Regions from separate parts of the Zea mays genome. Here region 2 is linked to region 1. A link is a contact called in public Hi-C data. All regions are on one chromosome and are shown on one strand. Each heading gives the region's core, a stretch centred on a gene start, on an enhancer-like site or on the middle of the called end of the contact. The rest is flanking DNA. Distances are from core to core; before and after follow the strand shown. Region 1 holds the start of LOC732777 (bHLH transcription factor PTF1). Region 2 holds the start of LOC107521953 (Zinc finger nuclease2).

Region 1 (6,342 bases), core at 2,258-4,757:
CAAAATGAAGTAATCCAAACAGAAGGCAGACGTTCCCTGCCAACGCTTTACAGCAGATCCTTGGAAACTGATGGTAGATGGCTACAGCTAACAAACTGACAGCCGGAAAAGGGGCCACAGGTCCGGATGCAGTAACCCTACCACTACCAGGTACCATCACAAGATCATTTTCGATATGTCCGGCCATAGATCTCATCTAGCAGAACAGAACCAGAAGATTTTACAGTTTTTTCTATGCACAAAAGAGAAACCAGATAGATCATCCAGATACAGTTCAAGTTTCTGAAACGCAACTATCCACGGAGCACCCGGATACGGCCCCAGGGAGAGAGAGAGAGAGAGAGCAAGGGAAAAGGAAAAACCAACTTATGCGCAATAGATACCAAAAAGCTGATTCTGAAAAGCAAATTAGTAGATGAGGTCATGAACACTGGTCAGACTAACTTCCTACCCTGTACTCTATACGGGCTTTGCTGCATTCTTCAGCCATCTTGAGTTTTCTGTCTTCTGCAGTTGTTTCCTCGTACTCATGGGAGCAGCAGCATGTCTTTATTTCACTGTTCGGGAGGGATTGACGCGGCGGAGACGCCCTTCTGGGTGGATATGGCGGAAGCAAGGGCAACTGGCATCAGGCAGAGTCCCTTGTTCTGAAGGTACTGCATTGCGCTTGTGATGCTGGTTTCCATTAGCTTCACAACCTCTTCCTCGAAGGCGAAGGTGTCTTCCGATTCTTCCGTGTCCAGTAATCCTTGTGCGTTGGTTGGAGCTGACAGAAGTTGACCGCGGTAACCCTACATGAATCGTGACAGTGCATGGAAATGAAGTGAATTACCGGTATCTCGATGTTAAAGCAGGAGGCAAATCCGTATCAAACTCAACTCCAGTACAAGTGGAACTAAAGGAGTGCATGATGTTATGCACCAAAAAAAATGACTGCTGTTATAAGCTATCATGGCATGTCATAGCGGAATTTGTCTCAGGCATTGCAGTTGGGCATACAGATGAAAAAAAGATGGGAAGTCTATGTCACCAATTATAAAACAACGATACTTTTGCAAGGAAATTAGAAGGTTTGGCACCTCAGTCTGAGATTCTGCGAGAAGGGGAAGAACTGCTCCTGGAGCTCCTAGCCTACTCATGCTTAACACCTGAATGAAACCAGGTAAAAGGGAAGAATGTTAATCATCTTTTGCCAAACCAGAAAAGTTACTTGTGCTTGTTCCCAAAAAAATTTGTTCACAGCCATACCTTGACCTGAAGCTGAAGAAATTTCACATGATCAATGATTTCATCCAGCATGGATGCCTTGTCTGCCTGCTTGCATCATAAGATTCGAAACTCCATCTTATTCAAGAGAATTAAACAAAATAAACGTCTTTAAAGAAAGGTAAAACTGCTGTATTCCTTGGCATGGTATTTCAGCTACATTGAACAAGCTCTGAATCAACAGAAACTGGGGCTTTGGATAACTGAATGTGTGCTGTTTCGTTTGAACCTAGCATTTAGTTCAATTTTTAACTAGATCCAAAACTTTCCAGTGAAATACATCCAATCCAAAAAAAACACTAAACATGTCCTTATAGCTTCATCACAGTTGAACTGAACCAAAGGCTAAACAGGTAATGACTATTGTTGGCACAAAGAAATCCAACATTCACTCCAGCGTATTTGTAGAGTTGAAGACTTGAAATTGTGAACCCCCAAAAAAGAACCTTAAATTTAATAAATACTCAATTCTATTGTGTCACTTGCAGATTTCAAGCCACAACTAAGAAATACATGTTCCCGTTGCATATATAAGTAGCAAAGTTTTGATAATTAGCTCGATGATCAGTTTTAATAACTGCAGTTGCAGCTCCAGTTGCAATATGAAAATGCACCAAACAAGTTAAACCCCCAAAGAAATGTACCTTATTAGAATTCGGGACAAGATCTTGTAGATTTTTCATCCTATCTGAAATTTTTTCTCTGCGAAGCTGCAACATATATGAAATTGTAGTCAAACTTATGATACATAATGCAAGCCAAACAAATAATTCAAAAATATTATGTAACTCTTCTGTTTGCACTGAGGTGGACTGATCACATAAAGAAAAACTCACTCGTTCAGCAATGCTATGAGGATCAGTTGCCTGTCCACGACGAGCCCTTACTCGTGGCTTCACACCAACACCATTTCCAACAGAATTTGGTTGGATTTGTACATCAGAAGGATGGCTAACAGGACCCTCACTTTTGTTTTCATTGATCCATGAAGGAATCTAAAACATTTGAAATAACAACCGCACGTCACGTACAATCTTGAAAGATAGCATAAAAGGAGCACAGTGACTGAGCAGAAATGCATTCTTTTTAGAGAGAACATAAAAACCTTTTGAGGGATCAGTGATCCGGGCATTGCAGCAACTGCAATTTGATTACGTGCAGTGAACGTAGGGATAGGAACGTTGCACACTGCATTTTGCTCCTGAAGCATAAAAGTTGAGTTACTGGTACAATTCAAACTAACAGTAAGATGCAATTCAGATATTCTCTTTAATGGCACTGTTTATATATGAATAACCTGCTTCTGAGTCTTGAAACCACTAGCAGCTACGTTTGTTTCCTGGACACTAGCAAATGAGGGGAGCCTACCACTGATAAACTCTTTGCTATCCTGTATTACAAAAGGAACCCAAAATTAATTTAATTGAATGAGATAAATGTGTAGCAGAGCAGCTTCCTATAAAGTTTTCTTGAAGGAAGAAGTTATCTCTGTAATGAGAATTACATGTAGTGATGCCAAGGCAGCACTGTCAAATACTGAGATATTCCCATTTGGATGTGTTGTTTTGTTCAAAACAGAATCACTTTGTGCCCCTTGAAAACTGAAAGCTTCTAGATTTACTGGTTCCATGAATGAAGAAGCATTTTGGAATGTGGAACACAAAGCTGAGGCTGAAGAAACAGCATTTAGATCAGCGAGAAAAGCAGAAACTTCACTTCCATTACTATCAATTGAACTAGATAAGGCATGAGGCAGTTCTGAAAGTCCAGGAGTATTCAACTGCGGATGAAAGGCCCCAGGTGTTGAATTGTGCTGAAGTACCCCTGGGGGCACTAAATTACTCGGTAGGCTGCTGTTATTCTGCAGTCGTTGAAGCTCCAGAAGATTCTCACAAAGCTTATCCCTAGATGGAGTCTCGCCAGGTAATAGATCAGTCTGCCTAGCGCCAGCATAGGTCAATTGGTCGTTTGGAAGCATAGTGGAATCCTGTTCATGCACACTGAATTTTAAATTGTGATCTGATCTGGCTGTCATGAAGTAGCTTGAAGGTGGCATGATTCCTTCTCCTCCATAGGATTCAACTGAACCATCAGCCAAACTGTAGCTCTCAGAAGCAGAATTGACAGGCCATGATGTGAAGTAGGAACCAGCTGAGAAGTCCATGTTAACCACAAGTAATAGTACTGGCAATCTCTGCCCAAAATGTTCTTTAAAAGATGGCTTCTACAAACTGAAAATATGCGCGGTTGGCAATATGGTGATGCCTTCATTGAGAAGAGAAAATTAATTAGTTAGTCATTAAAGAGAATGGTAGATGTCTAGAATGCTTCCATTTATAAAAAGGCAGGACATAATGATGCTTAAAGAACATCTGCCAATTCTTCATAAGATTTCATGCATGAACCAATAATGCAAAAGTATATAATCAAATAATCCTTGGGAGCATAAAGATCTTGAAGAAATGTATTTTTGGAACAGACGTTAATCACTTCAATAAGCAACATTAAAATACGCCCAACTAATTTGAACTCTCCCATGCTTACTGCATACAGTTGACAGGTTCCCCTCAGGCCCTCAGCAAACATCAATGTCATGTTCATGACTGTTAAGCATAGAAATCTTCTACGGATGGGGTCATGGGGCACTGATTTTGTCACTAGTCTGGATATTTCCCTGAGAAAGTGAAAGTTGGGATGGGCAATAGAATGAAGGACCACTCTATATTTAATGCCAAATAGATATACATAATAACTATTAGAAAAGAGTTGTAGAATGAGTTAATTACTGATAGCAGCAAAAATATAACAGCTTTAGACACAACACAGGTCACAGGCTTCCATCCTGAACCATTCCGTATTATAAACAAACATGCGGCAGTAAAAGCGTAATCGAAGTTCCAACAATCATGCCAAATAAATTATTCTTTTGTTATCACAATGCCAGGTGAACACAACTTCCCTTCTCTACTCTACAGCCATTCGACCTAATTTTGTTATCATATTCCATTTCTGACGTTAGAATATATATATACGACCCTATAGTTAAACCCACTGAATATTTTCCTCCCTGTGTGAAGCTAGAGGATGAATGCTACCATCAACTGCTCGCGTACTCATATGTCACACCAGTTAAGTTCTGGCCTAACCAGAAACGCAGAACTGACTTGTAAAACGCCAGCTATCATCTATCTCTGACACTACGTGAGCACTTAAAAGCCCCCCTGAATGTCATGTCCACCAAATGACTCATAACTAGAGGTCATCAACAACCGTCTGCATTTATGCCTTCTTCTGGCTAGTGCGAAACAGAGATACGGTCAGCCAAAAAAAAGAAAAAAAAAGATGTACGAACAAAAGCGGCCGATAGCCTAGCCGTCTCCTCGTTTCTCTATTAGCAAAATTGATCACACGACATCCCTTCTTTTCCCCTTTTTCCACTTCTCCGTCGAGGATTGAGCTGGTAAAAATCCAGGCAGACAAGAAGAGATGTGTACAACAAGATGAATCTTCTCCAACCGTACCCCCCGTCTTACGGAATCGTCGGAACAGATAGAAGAAACCCCGAACGAAACACTACGCCTGCATGATGCATCAATCAATCCCACCCACGCCAATCGATCGTCCGTCTCCATCTGGAGTTCTGGACCATCCCCATGGCGATAGGTACACGAAGCAGCGAATCGCGCTCGAAGGATCACGGGTTGCTGAAAGCTGGCCCCGTCGAAGGGGAGGAAACAGACTTGACGCTTACCAGTGAGGCCGGCGCCGCAGTGGACCTTCCGTTGCCGGGACTGGAGGAGGAGGAGGAGGAGGGAGAGCGCGTGTATGTGTCCGTGTATCGGTGTGTGTGTGTGTGTGTGTGTGTGTGGAGGTGACTCGGGTGAGACTATGAGCAGAGGAGAGGTCGAGGGGGGGAGAGGAGGCGGCGGTTTGGGGAGGGGGGAGGAGAAAAAGGAGTGGCCTTTGCGGTCTTTGCTCTTGGGCGAAAGACTGGAAGACGCGTTGGACTGGACTGCTGAATTCTCCGACGCTCGCTCGCTCAGCGCTAGCAGGAGACAGAGAGACAGCAGTTGGTGAACTGGTGTGCCTTTTTGTTTGTTTTTTTAGTACCATCCCTCTTTTCTGACTATTTCTGCACGCGTCCTTTTTTTCCGCCTTTTGGAGGCTGGAAATAGACGGCGGCCACCGGGTGGACGGAATGAGTGAAACAAACAAAAAGAACGCATTTTGGATCGACGCAGCCCTTTTTTTTTTTTTTGCCCCCGCTGTATCGTGTCGACGCCGATTCCGTGTGAGAGGATGGAATGTTCTGGCTTCCTGTTGTCACTGTCATGCAATTGCGGTAATTTTGTTTTGCGATTGGTAAGGGAAATCATGTTTTATTAAAAAATATGGGTTTGAGAACGAGCCTTTTGTGTGTGAGTGCTATTATGTGTTCCTTTTTCCTGAGATGGGCAGCTTCGGTCGGTGGAGGCCAGCTGCTCGATCAGCTCAGACTATGTTGGACTACGTCGTCACTAATTTTTTCTTTTTTTTTGTAATTCCTACCACGTCTCTGTGCAGAGACTAACGTCCCCTTCGACTCCGCAGTCAAACGAACAACTGAATTTTACTGCACTCCCGGTCCGAAGCGAAACCGGGAGGAGGGAGGAGTGCTGCTGGACCTGGAATAAAGGTCGGAAACCGAGGGGCTGGACTGCAACCAATAGCGAATCTAGCCGATAATATGATCGGGGTCATCAAGAGAATCTTTGCTATATCATATAAATTTTTATGAACTTTAACAGTATTTTACTAAAGGATTTATAAAATTTATCGGGGTCGGCTGACCCCGATAAACCCCCCTAGATTCGCCCCTGACTGTAACGCGACACCACGCCACACCCACACGCCCGGCCGGCCGAAGTCCAGTGCACAGGCTCCCTCTCGCCCCTGCCACGTCAGCCCTCGCCTCCACTCTCGCCCCTACTGCTCCAGTGCACGGGCTACAGCAGGCTACAGCCTCAGGCTATAGCCACGTCAGCTTTTCTATTTCAGAATTAAGTAATTTACACTAATTTATTTCAACGCTCAGAA
Region 2 (6,342 bases), core at 1,421-3,920, 170 kb before region 1:
TAAGGCCTTGTTCGTTTGTGTCGGATTGGTGGGTCGGAACGATTCCGAGCCGGATTGCTTATATAATTTATATAAACTTTGATTAGCCGGAATAATTCCGGATGCAATCCGATGTAAACGAACAGGACCTAAGTATTCACTTAATTTGGTTCCATTTTTCGCGTTTACGTTTACACGGTGCAACATTATCAAACAGCACAAGTAGTAAAATGAATATGCGGTCACGAGTCCTTTCTCCTCGCTATTCCTCGTCACTAATTATCTGATTAATTGGTTATCTCGACAGTTGGAGACGTTTACAGCTCAGCCGACGCGCCAATGTCAACTCTTTTGAACCGTACCAAAACTGCGCACATGTGCAAAGTCCCAAGGGCCAAGGAGATTAAAATACACAGAAAGAAACAGTGCATGGGCCATTTAAGGCCTTGTTCGTTTGTGCCGGATTGGTGGGTCAAAACGATTTCTAACCGGATTGCTTCTCTAATTTATATAAACTTTTATTAGCTGCAACGATTCCGGGTACAATCCGACACTTCACGAATAAGGCCGAAGGGAGAGCTCAGAATAAACAAAATGGAATACTAGAGCTAGAGGACGCCACAAGCCCACAGCTCCGCGGGATATTTTATTGGATGGATTTGATGGATGAATTGCCAGTTCTCAAAGAATCAACAACAAACTTGGACAACTTGAGACTATTAATTCCTACGGGAAAGTCAAATATACGTTCTTAGCTGACAGGATTGTATTCAAATACGCTATTACTACTAGCAGTTGGCAGCCCCATTTGTACAAGCGTCGAAGCCACAATGGCGTGCATTCTAAACCTGTACCTGTACACTGAAAAAAATTAGAGTAAAATATATCGGCGGTCCTTAGACTTGGTGTATGTTATGTCATTTAAGTTTCCGACTTCAGAAAATGGGTTCTGAACTTGGATGATTCACGTAAAATCGTTCAAAACCGGTTTTGATAAAAACCCGATATAGCGAAAGTGGCGTGTTACGCTGGAGCCTCTCTCGCGTGTGTCGTGTGCCCTGGTACGCGGTCGCGGAGTCTTCAGACACGTTATGCTGTGTCACTTGGGTTTTAAAAACTTAGCATACTGTGTTACTTTGGTCCGGACCGAAGTTTCAGTCCAAACACGACACGGGTGGTTTTAAATGGGCCATGCCGATCGTGATACCGTGTCGGGCATCCCAGCGCCCTAAGCTAACATAGCTCGAGAATAGCTTGTTTTTTTTCTTCTTCTTTACAGCTCGTTTCTCTCTATTTATGTAACGGGAGCTTGGAAATGGGGGTTGGATCGCCCCCGACGGGCTTGTCCGCAAGCCGGGCCTTATTGGAGCAGAAAGGCCTGGGACGTGGGCCTAGCTTGTGTTTGTGTCGAAAGGCCGAATAAAGCCCATACGCATCAAAGTCAAAGCTTTGCGTCCGTTTTATCCCCGAGTCAACTGCGGTGCGAATAGGGTCAAGGCCACTAGGCCAGTACATCTTCAAAATCCATTGCACCTAAAAAGAAAAAGGTTATAGTTAAAACGGTGGAATTGCTAAGCTCTAACCGACGACCGAGAGCGTTCGCCGTGCTGCCAATGCCATGAGTTCCGGCACAGCGACCACGACCTTTCCTTTCTGCCCGAGATGCAGCGCAAAAGCCCCGGCATTCCGTCGCGGTGGCCGCCTGTGGGGAGAATCTGGCTGTGGAAAGAATCTGAGTATCATTACGATTACGTGTGTAGGAAGATAAAGTTGTTCATAGGGGTCAGGATCTAGAAAGTGACGGATTCCTACTATTACAACAACTCAACCAATTATGTGTTTATGTTGATTTTGGATGGTTTTTGCCCCCAACGAATTTTATAGAAGCTGGCTGAAAAGCTGAGCGTTTGGCAGTCCGCAGCAGCTTTTGGTGGCCAGAAGCTGCTAGAAGCTGAAACAAACAGGCCCTATATATCCGATTATTATTTCTCACCATATACGATATCCCTTTTAACAAACTAGTAGTCGAGTCGATCGTCCGTTGAAACAGAGCGAAGGACACGCTGGCAGCAGAGGAGGCTTGGCTATCGACGCACGCCCCCCGTCCGGCCAGCCACGCACACACGTCAAACGCGAGAGATTTCGCACGGGAAACGGAAATCTCGTAGACGGTAGACGCCCCGGTCGTCGACGACCGGCCGGCGGCAGGCCCGCCCCGTCCGTCGCCCAGCAACGACGGCTACGCCTTCCTCGCCCCGGCGCGGTGGCAGCCTTTCCGGTCTCTGCTGGCCGCGGCTCGGCGCGCCGCCAGTTGGATGCTTCTGCGAGGCCGCCGCCGAGGTTCGTGGCAGCCGAGTGGGAGTGCACGTTGAAGGCCCAGCACAGCAGAAGCGGGCGGCAGAGCAGTCAAAACAGACCGAGGCGACCCGCGACCGGGGCGTTGTCTCGTTCCGCGGATCCCAAAGCCCCGCAACCACTGGGTGACAAAGTCCGCCACGCATACCAGGATCCTCTGCGCTAGGGAGGCGGGGGGGGGGGGGGGGGGGGCATGGCATGCCGTGGCCCAGTCACCCCATGCCGCGCCGCAGAGGATCCCACCACGGCAAGCCGCCTTGGCCTCACCACGCACACCTTCAAATACAGAGTGTGTGCGTTCCTTCCTGCTCGTCGCTCCTCTCAGTCCCTCCCTTCCCGTGTCCCGTAGTCGTCTCCTCTCCGCTTCGCTCATCAGCTGCGCCTGCGGCGTCGTCAGCCAGCGGCAAGAAACAAAAGCGCCGCGATAAGTCCGTTCGTTGAAGGCAGGCAGCCATGATCCCTAGGACGTCCTCGGTCTCGGCGGCGGCGGCGCCCTCGCCGCCGGCGTGGCAAAGCGCCAGCAGCAGCGACGGCATGTTCCCGGCCCCGGGTAGCTCGGGGCAGCAGCAGCTGGCCATCAGCAACGGGGTGCTCCTCGCCGCCGTCATCTTCCTCTTCATGGTCGTCGTCTTCGTCTTCCTCCTCTACCTCTACGCCAAGCGCTACCTGGGCGCGAACCCGCTGCTGGCGCCGTCGTCGCCGTCCTCGCGGTTCCTCTTCGTTGCCGCGTCCCCGCTCCCGCAGCGCGGCCTGCCCGCCTCCGTCCTGCAATCCCTCCCCGTCACCGTCTACGGCTCCCCCGGCGGCAAGGACAAGGACGCGCTGGAGTGCGCGGTGTGCCTGTCCGAGGTGGGCGACGGCGAGAAGGTGCGGACGCTGCCCAAGTGCTCCCACGGGTTCCACGTGGAGTGCATCGACATGTGGTTCCATTCCCACGACACGTGCCCCCTCTGCCGCGCCCCCGTGGGCGACCTCGACGCGCTGCCGCGGGAGGAGCCCTCCGGCGCGCCGCTGGAGTTGCCCGTGTTCCCCACCAACGTCCTGTTCTGGGGCACCCACGACGAGGTCACCAACGCCGGGCTCGTCGCGCCGCCGCGCGCCGCCCCGTCGGCCAGCTCCTCGGCCTCCGGGCGCAGGAAGGAGAACCTGGTCATCGACATCCCGACGCGGGCCGTGGCCACGACCACGACCACGCCGCCGCCCGCCAACTCCCCGCTGCCGGCCAGCCGGATGCCCGGGAGCGCCGACGAGATGCGGTCCCCGGTGTCCGCCAGGCTGCGGTCGCTGCGCCGGCTGCTGAGCAGAGGAAAGCAGGCCATGGTCGGCACCTCCTCCTCCTACAGCCCGCGCGACATCGAACAGGGGCTCGCGGGGGGCGAGGCCGCCGCCGCCGCCACCGCCCGCCCGCCAAAGACTCCGAAGACGCCTCCGTCGGCGCACGCGCACTGATCCATCCAGATCCCCCCCATCCCGAGCTCTGCTCCGGGACGCATTTGGCCCGACTCGCCGATCGCCGGAGCGCGCGCAGCGCATGCGTTCATTCTTTCTTCTTCCCCCTTTTTTTTCTTTTACCTTTCATGATTCGAAAAAGGAGTTTTTTGGTTCGAAAATTCCTATGTAAACAGAGGAAAATATTGGTGTTGATTGGTTGCCGTTGGTGGTGGGGATGAATGGTGAATTTGTTCATATGTTAATCAGGAGTCTCTTTTCTTGAAATTTAGACTTCGTGTGCCTTCTCTGGTCAAGGATGTTTCCTTGCTATGAGGTGCATGTGTTCCACTTGAACACGTTCGGTTTCTTTAGGAGCCGCAGTAAAAAATGGGTCACTACTCACTTGTTGCTGTCAGTCACTAACTACCGTCTTCAGTCAGGACCGTGGTACTCCTAGTAGAAATGGTCAAACTGTACTTACCAACTCAAAAAAGGTGATTGCCTTGCCGACGGAAAGATAGATGAATGAAACGTGCCTAACAAAGTGGAAAAAAAACCGTAGGCTGGCCGGAGTGGCAAGTGTGCGGGGGACAAGGTCTACGCGTTTCCGGCAAAAGAGTTCGGTTCCAGCTGACGAAAACCTGTCCCCTGCACTTCAGGGCCCAGCACTCCTAATCCTGTTGCCGTCCTTGGTCCAGTCCCGTCACATCTCCGGTCGTCGTCGCTTGCCGATCAAACACGGCGGCGCGTGGAGGCTAGCCGGAGGCCTGAGACGGCGGCTCGCGGGCATGCGGAGTACGAGCTCTGGCCCCGCCCTCCCCCGTCCGTCTCGTCTCGTCTCCTCCCTTAAATTAAGCAGCAATTGACTTGAAACCGCATGCATGCAGTCACCGGTCGGTCAGTCAACCACGTGTGAGAGAGCCGAGATGCAGAGGCAATGCGCGGTGGAGTCGTCGTGGCGGCCAACGGGGTCGCACGACCAGGCCGGCCGCCTTGCCGTTGCCACGCGCGCGCTAGCTAGTGCGAAGTTTCTTGGGCGAAAGTCAGTCGGTCTCCGTCGCAGGGACAGGACAGGACAGGTCGTCGGATGAGCCTGCTGCCGGGGTTAAACTCAAGGTAGACGCACGACGGCCTTTGTTTAACGACGCTTCGATGTATGAGGGGCAGTTTGGGAGTTGTCTGCACGAAACCGGGGCGAGGAAACCGTGTCGAGTAGAGTGTCATGGCCTCACGTCAGACGAGCGAGCGAGCGAGCCGCCGCGGGCACTGCAGTTGCGTTGCAGCCGGTAGCGCAGCTGCGTGGCGTGCGTGCGTGCGTCACCCACCGCACCTCCTCACCTAACCCCGGGTGCTGTGAGTGTAAACCGGGACGGAGAGGTTAGGCGGGCCGTTGACGAACGTGGCGCCCGGCGGGACGGCGAGGTGGGCGATTACTGGGCCCGTGCGTGCGTCAGCGAACACGTGCTTCTCGTCGGGCGATTCACGAAGCGCACCGCGAGGCCAAGGCCCAACGGTAGAGAGCGAGAGGCAGGCGTCCGGGCCGGCTGGTCAGTGGTCACGGTCGAACCGCTGGGCGCTCGGGGTCCCGATAAAGGCCCAGTTTGGCGCATGGGCTTGCAGGCCAACCACAGCCACAGCTCAGTGGAGACGGAGAGTGCTGTGCTGTGCTGGTTGAGAACCAGGCCTATATACGCATCGTCAGACCCGTTTTCTCATTGCTGATTTCTTTTCTTTTTTAAGAAAGAGATGCGTACTCCTAAATCCTAATCGTCAATAAAACTGCATAACACATTCCTAAGATAAATAAAATAAATAAATATATAATAAGAACCATCTTTTTCATTAACTATTACTATATTATACATATAATTTTGTTATATAGACGTAGCCTTTAGGACGTACATATCCTTCAATTAAAGACATGTTTTTGTGTTTTCTTTTCCAAAAAAACTAAATTTAGGGGAGACTTCTGGAAAACTTTTAAAGATGCTCTTAGAGCATCAGCAACGGCTCCCTATATTTAGTCTCCTAATATCCTTAAATTGGGATCTCCCAAAATAAAAAATATTAAAGGCCGCAAACAACAGCTCCTCTTTTTTCATTTCCCAAAACTGTTTGAATATCGTGTAAATAGAGAACGACGTCCTGGTGACACGCAAGCTAAAACAAATCACTATGTACCGACATCGATAACACCAACTGTCTAGCGTTTTAGCTCGAGGAGGACAGAATCAGCCGAGTAACAAGTTGGAAGTGGCTGCAGTTTCAGTAAAAAAAAATCAACTTATCATGCATACCACCGGAAGGATAACACTGCATGAATCTAATCTCATTTAGGCTTTGTTCGTTTGTGTCGGATTGCACCCGAAATCGTTACAGCTAATCAAAGTTCATATAAATTAGAAAAGTAATTCGGTTAGGAATCATTCCGACCCATCAATCCGGCACAAACGAACAAAGCCTTACTGAATTGTAGTTCTGGTCAGCCTTAGCATATTCTACTTTGCCAGAACAAGAACACTAGATGCATGACAGATTTGTGATAAGAGCAAGTATGTAGCTGGAGGCGCGGCAATG

Evidence for each region. A called contact is a pair of places that touch in the nucleus more often than the background predicts.
Region 2: a Hi-C map of bundle sheath shows a contact between it and region 1, with 2.6 times the contacts expected there. The contact joins the promoter of LOC107521953 here to the promoter of LOC732777 in region 1. A contact is called at or near these places in 2 of 25 Hi-C or Micro-C datasets (bundle sheath and tassel).

Annotation. Positions count from the first base shown.
Region 1 is chr9:12,902,131-12,908,472 of Zm-B73-REFERENCE-NAM-5.0, reverse strand. It overlaps LOC732777 (bHLH transcription factor PTF1), which reads right to left and starts at 3,507. Exons shown (of 8, transcript NM_001112397.1): 1 at 2,771-3,507; 2 at 2,564-2,656; 3 at 2,372-2,467; 4 at 2,103-2,261; 5 at 1,911-1,976; 6 at 1,249-1,314; 7 at 1,080-1,148; 8 at 398-791. The coding sequence starts at 3,430. The coding sequence ends at 555.
Region 2 is chr9:13,073,074-13,079,415 of Zm-B73-REFERENCE-NAM-5.0, reverse strand. LOC107521953 (Zinc finger nuclease2) reads left to right here and starts at 2,670. Exons shown (of 1, transcript NM_001321755.1): 1 at 2,670-4,025. The coding sequence starts at 2,788. The coding sequence ends at 3,783.